Linked DNA regions of Mus musculus: region 1 is linked to region 2. A link is a contact called in public Hi-C data. All regions are on one chromosome and are shown on one strand. Each heading gives the region's core, a stretch centred on a gene start, on an enhancer-like site or on the middle of the called end of the contact. The rest is flanking DNA. Distances are from core to core; before and after follow the strand shown. Region 1 overlaps Auts2 (autism susceptibility candidate 2). Region 2 overlaps Auts2 (autism susceptibility candidate 2).

Region 1 (3,074 bases), core at 131-2,630, 87 kb before region 2:
CAACAATCCACTGTTTCTGAGAAACAACAGGAAAGGGAAAGCAGCTTTCATGGGAGCATCATTCATGAGAGCATCACACGATGATGCTCCAGGCATGTATATTAGTCACAAAACGAGGTCAGGTGTGCTGGTACACAGCTGTAATCCAAGCACTGAGATGGGGGGGGGGCGGGGGGGGTGTCAAAAGCTAAAGGTCAGCTTCAGCTACAGACTGCAGGTCAAAGCTACATGAGACCTGATCTCAAAATTAAGCACAATTAAATTAAATTAAAAGAGTTGTAGAAAAGAAGTGGGGACCAGGACATGTCTCAGTGGTTGAGGGCATTTGCTGCTCTTGCAGAGGACCAGAGTTTCATAGTGCACACACTAGGCAACTCACAACTACCTGTAACTCTAGCTCCATGGGAAATTAATATTGTCTTCTGTGTTATGCAGACATTTGTACTCATACATACACACACCTACCTATCTACACATGCACACATGCGTGCAGCGCGCGCACACACACACACACACTAAAATAAGTAAAATAGGAGTGGGAGAGATGGCTCAGGAGGTTAGAGTACGGATTCTTACAAAGGACCCAAGTTCAATTCTCAACACCTACATGGAGGCTCACAACCAAGTGAAACTCCATTTCCAGGGAAGTCAATGCCCTCTTCTGACCCGTTCAGACCTAGTGGAGTCAGACATACAGACGAGCAAAAACATTCATCAGCATTTAATAAAGTCTAAAAAGAAAAAACACCTCAAAATAATATGCTTATAAAGAATCAGGAAGGGGAGGGACCACAGTGCGATACTGGCATTCTTATTAAGGAGTGAGCTGAGGCTGCTTTCCTGAAGGCATACTGTACTGACAGCAGTAGCAAGGAGGAGATAGAACAGCTAGCCTCAGACACAGTGACATCAAAGGTCTGCAGTAATTTCTTTATAAACCAGCCCTAGGAATAAATAGAAATGGCACAAAACGTTCTTTGAGTTTTAATATCTGAAGCTAATATAACTCAATGATGCTGTGGAACAGAAGTCCTACCGAATGTCAAAGAGCATTTTAAGAGCTCCAAGAGACTTCATAAAAAAAGATTGTGTCTGTATGACTACAGACACACTTTTACTCATATAATACATCTAAGATGCATCAGATAATAAGAGCCGCCTGCAAAGACTCTGAAAAACCACACCACTGTAAGACGTCTGGAATCAAAACAGCCGCTGAACTCTGGGAGGAAAATTCAGGCTCCCATCCATCCGTGGATTTATTCAGATCTGCTAACAAGCTTGCCGTGGGTCCTGCGAGACACAGCTACACATGAGTCAAGGCCTCTCTCAAGCATCCACAAAGGCCTCATGTGGGATATAGGAGGTGTCACTGGTGAGCCTGGACTGAAACAGATTCTCCCACAGAAAGTTCCAGAACAAGGCTGCAAAAGAGAACTAAACAGTGCCATCTGGTGCAAGAAAAACAGGGAGAAATAGGAGCCGTGGAATTTCCAGCCAGAACCTTGTGTTGAACCTCTGCTGGTGTGAGAATGACTGCTTTCTTTTCTCCTTCAGAAAAATGCCCTAGTGTTTCATGCATAATTCTTCACGCGTTATTTTTTTAATACCATTTTATAACTTTTCAATTAGCATAATCCAAGAGTAACTGAGCTATAAGAACTCTGAAGCCATTTACCATGCTTTCTTTTTTTATACTATGTAGTGACTCTAGGCTTCTTAGTTCTAAATATGACATTTTGGGGGTAAAATTCTACACTTTTTAAAAATGTATGCTCAATATTTGTGAGGAAGACTCATGTACTATTGAATGATTTATTGAAGACTTGATTTCTCCAGTGTTCCAAAAACTGTAACAAGTTATTAAATTACAAAAGAATAAAGCGTCAGTTGACAAGAGGGTGTATTATTTACTAAGTCAACCCACAAAGGTTCTTTAAATAAATTCTTTGTTCCTTTCCTTTTCTTTCTTTTTCTTTCTTTCTTTCTTTCTTTCTTTCTTCATCATCTTCTTTTTTTTTTACTTATTTCCTTTACATCATGCTTACTGCCCCCTTACCAGTTACCCCCTTCCATGATCATTCCTCCACCCTCTCCCCTCCTCCTCTGAGCAGGTGTGGACCCACTTGGTATCCCCCGACCTTTCAAGTCTTGGAGGGGCTAAGTGCATCCTCTCCTACTGAGGCCAGACAAGGCAGCCCAGCTAGAAGAACACATCTCATGTATAGGCAACAGCTTTTGGGATAGCCCCCCTCCAGTTATTCAGGACCCATATGAAAACCAAACTGTAATCTGCTACCTATGTGCATGTTTTTTGGTTGGTAGTTCAGACACTGAGAGCCCCAAGGGTTCAGGTTTCTTGACTCTGTTGATCCTCCTCTGGAGTCTCTCTTCTCTTTGCGGCTAGCTATCCCTCCTCCTATTCTGCCACAAGAGTCCCAGAGCTCCATCAACTGTTTGGCTGTGAGTGTCTGTCTGTCCGAGTCAGCTGCTGGGTGGAGCCTCTCAGAGGCTATTTGGAACAGTAGCACAAACATTGTATAACACCGTCCTTGAAAGAATCCAAGAATATATCCTAGGTTGACAAAAATAACATGGCTAGCTTACTGTCAACAAAAGAAATAAACAAAAAAGACAAACTGACTCACATCCCTGGATATTAGAATATTACTTCCGGGTTAGAGAAATGGCTGGGTGGTTGCAGACAATTGCTGTACTTGCTGCTCTTGCAAACACCCTGGGTACGAAGTCTGCTCAACAGGACCTGTATGGAGCCCCTCCCAACAACATCACTAATCCAGCGCCACAGGATCTGACGCCCTCTTCTGGACTCTAAGAGCAACTGCATGCACATGGCATACACTTACAGACAGACCCAAAAAAACAGCAAAAAAATGCAAAACTTTCCCTGTTAACATCTAAAAGACAAGTTTTCCAGATCCTTTCATGTTGAAAATTATTCAAGCCCTGGGCCATTGACTACAAAATCATACAACCTTGAGGACAGACTCGGGAATCACACTGACTCTGATGCCTGCCTGATAGAGCTTTTTTTGTTTTTTGTTTTTTTTAAA
Region 2 (3,166 bases), core at 612-3,111:
CACTATCTAACCTCAACTAGCAGGATCCTTTTAAAAGCAGGAACAATACCCCCATGTGGTCAGATACTAATCTTAGCAGTCATCCATTGATCAAGGACACACAAAAGTTAAGAATGGGATAATACTTTTTGATGCATGCATATTTTATTAGCCTTTCCTCCAATACATATTTAAAAATAATCTGTAAATCAAAGGGAACTATGAGCCATACTTAGCATTCTGATAAAGGCAGCCTCTCACAGGCGGGAAGCGTCCTTGACCAGTTGTCACAGAGAGGAAGTCCAGAGGGGCACAGTGGCTTTACCAAGGCCTCACAGCTGGTCCATGGCTCAGGTGGGTCTCTGAGGTCCTCTGGCTCTCTCCTGCCCCTCTATAGGGAGTTCTTCTCTCAGAAGACAGGTGAGACTGGGTATGACTGCCACTATGCCAATCACCTGAGGCTCAGTGACTTATCTGTGGAACAGTGGGAATCAGTAAGAGCATGAAACTGCCTCAGAGTCAGGGAAAGAAGGGCAGAGACAGACAGCCCACTTAGTTTACATTCTGTTCTAGTTTGATTTCTGCTGTTGTGTTAAAAATAACAGCTTAGGAGAAGAAAGCTGTTTACGCAGGCTTACAGTTCTAGGTTACTCTCCACTAGTTAGAGAAGCTGAGGCAGAAACTCAAGCCGCTGCTTCCACCACCGCCACAATGAAGACAAGAGAGCAACGACTGGGTGCTTGCCTGCTTGCTCTCACCCAGTGTGAACACCCTGCACGGGGAATGGGGCCAGTCAAAACAGGCTTGGCTTTTCCTACATCAATTATGTGTGAGGAAAACCCCTAGCAGACAAGTGGGCAAACCAACCTGATTAAGATGACTCCTCCTCCACTAAGGGTCTTTACCCTAGTAATTCTAGGTTATAGCAAGCTGATAGCTAAAACCACACACTCCAAATATATCTGAGTATAGGATGTTCTCTAAGGGTGAGAACGAAGGAAATTCAGATAAGCAGGTAAATTGTTGCTTGTCCTTCTTGGGGAGGGGAGGGGTGCACAAGAAAAGGGAGTGAGGAGAAGCAGGTGTTTTACTGGAGAGAATATGTTCAGCAGCCAGTGACTGCCCAGAAGAGCTTGGGCTCCACAGCAGCCATGCCAAGTATCCATCTATCTCTCCCACCTCCATTCCTTATCAGCGAATGAAGGAAGTGGACCCTACCCGAACAGGACTGAATGGTGCACAGCTGTAGAACAGCTTCAGGCTCACACTCCAGCTAGATCAAAGGTAAGGACAAATTACCTTTGAATGGCATCACATACTCCTAGGCCCCGCTTCATACCTGGAGCCAGCTGGAAACACTATTGAAACATCACTGCCAATGGCAAACCCCACCTGCTCTGACAGAGCCTTAATCACTCTCTGAACAGTTCAAAGCCATCAGGAAGGGAGAAGGACCAGAGGACACCATAGCTCAACCTACTTCTACCACCCGTTTTGGAGGAGAGCTGGTGCAGGATGTTAGGCTTAAGAGCTAGGAGCCCATCATTCCTCCCAACCGTGGTGTGCTCTCTAATTAAAGTCTGACTTGCTATTTTAGCCTCAATGTTTTGGGAGAATTAGAAGTTCACAGAAACATACACAAAGATATGACAGACTAGCAATTGAGCCTTTTTAATAACTCTGAAACCATAACCAAGACAGACTTCCTCAGCAACTCATTTCCATTTCCTGGCATAAACTCTCCTTCTAACTCCCACTTGCCTTTTTTGTTTTGCTTTAAACAGACAGTTTACTATTGAAATGGGACGAGCTATATGGAGGAATTGTCTCAGCTGCAGTGAGGGAATGCTCTTTCCACTGCAGCTGCACTTGGAGCCACCCTTCCTCTGGCAGAGTCTGAGAAGGGATGATTGGTGCTCAAGACCTCCTCCATTTCTCAGAAGAAGGACTGCTGCAGCGCCTATAAAACTGTCAGAAGGGCTCCTCTGTCTGTGCAGACCCACGAGCATCTTCCAGATTTGTGTATGGCACTGACTCGACTGTGGTCATCTCATCCTGATTCCTACCCAGCCAACCCCAGGCATTTATGTATTTATGTACACGTGTGTTTCTCTCTCTCTCTCTCTCTCTCTCTCTCTCTCTCTCTCTCTCTCTCTCTCTCTCACACACACACACACACACACACACACAATCTCAGACCTTCATAATTTACAAAAAGCTTCTCCTGAACCTCCAAGGACGAGTTTATAGATGAACTGTCTCACAAGTTGAGCATGAGAGAACAGCTTAAAATGACTTCAACTTCCATGCACACTACCAAGAGACAGCTGAATTGTAAACAGAAAGGATTTCATCCCACACTCTGCTATGGAGTAGAGAACGCTACAGCTCTTTCCTGCTCATTACCCTGAATGATGAATGTGTTCTTCCTTCAGCTTTTGGGAGGAGGGAAAGCACTCTTCAGCTGAGAGATTCAGGAGGCAGAAATTATGTCTCTGCTATCTGCATCTGATCTCCTCTCTGCCCCTAAGAGACACTAGACCTGCCAGGAAGGAAGCTAGGGCCCACTGCCAAGAATCAACTCAAAAGGAACCAGCTCTAAGCTAAGAATCCTCCAGAGTGCGAGAGACAAGCAGGGCACAGGCCTTTCTGAGATGCTCCAGAAAGGGAAAGCTGCCTCCACAGATACAAACCACCACGAGTGATGCTGTGAGGACAGAAATCTCTGTAAGGGTCAAAGCAGGCTCCAACGCCTCCACAGGACAGGCTCCTAGAAAACAGGTTGCTCTGCAGTACTTTACACAAGGGCCATCACATGCCATCACAGTGAAATGCACTCAGCATCCCACCATGTTTAGTTGCAGAGCAGGCACTCTGTGCACTCTGACACGGAGAGTCTGCTCTTTTTTTCCTTTATTTTTTTATGATTTTCTTCATATATTTCATTTATGTGTGTGAATGTGCATGTAGATGTGCGTGCATGCATAGGTGTGCATCTCTCTGTGGATGAGGGGCTAGAGTTTCTAAGGATAACACCTACTTTGCTTTTGAAAAAAAGAGCATCTCTTACTTTTACATGGAAGTCGCTTAAGCAGGCTAGACACTCAGGTAAGTGGCCCACAAGGATCTAGGCCTCTGTCTCCGCCACTAGGATTACAAATTCTGGCCACCGGTTCTGGATTTTGTC

Evidence for each region. Hi-C and Micro-C count contacts between places; a contact is called where the count stands out from the background.
Region 1: a Hi-C map of cortical neurons shows a contact between it and region 2, with 2.3 times the contacts expected there. The contact joins two enhancer-like sites. A contact is called at or near these places in 7 of 484 Hi-C or Micro-C datasets (cortical neurons, gonadal supporting cells, immediate neuronal precursor and 4 more) and 1 of 115 datasets of contacts at active chromatin or transcription factors (kidney).

Annotation. Positions count from the first base shown.
Region 1 is chr5:132,112,276-132,115,349 of GRCm38.p6, forward strand. The region is part of intron 2 of Auts2 (autism susceptibility candidate 2); the gene reads right to left. Among named protein-coding and RNA genes, the nearest start is that of 4930563F08Rik, 230 kb to the left of the region's middle. Within about 2 kb of position 1,381, at least 12 of the 459 cell types and tissues checked have an H3K27ac peak or open chromatin away from gene starts, as enhancers often do. A contact at or near this core is called in cortical neurons, where this site is marked.
Region 2 is chr5:132,198,935-132,202,100 of GRCm38.p6, forward strand. The region is part of intron 2 of Auts2 (autism susceptibility candidate 2); the gene reads right to left. Among named protein-coding and RNA genes, the nearest start is that of 4930563F08Rik, 320 kb to the left of the region's middle. Within about 2 kb of position 1,862, at least 17 of the 459 cell types and tissues checked have an H3K27ac peak or open chromatin away from gene starts, as enhancers often do. A contact at or near this core is called in cortical neurons, where this site is marked.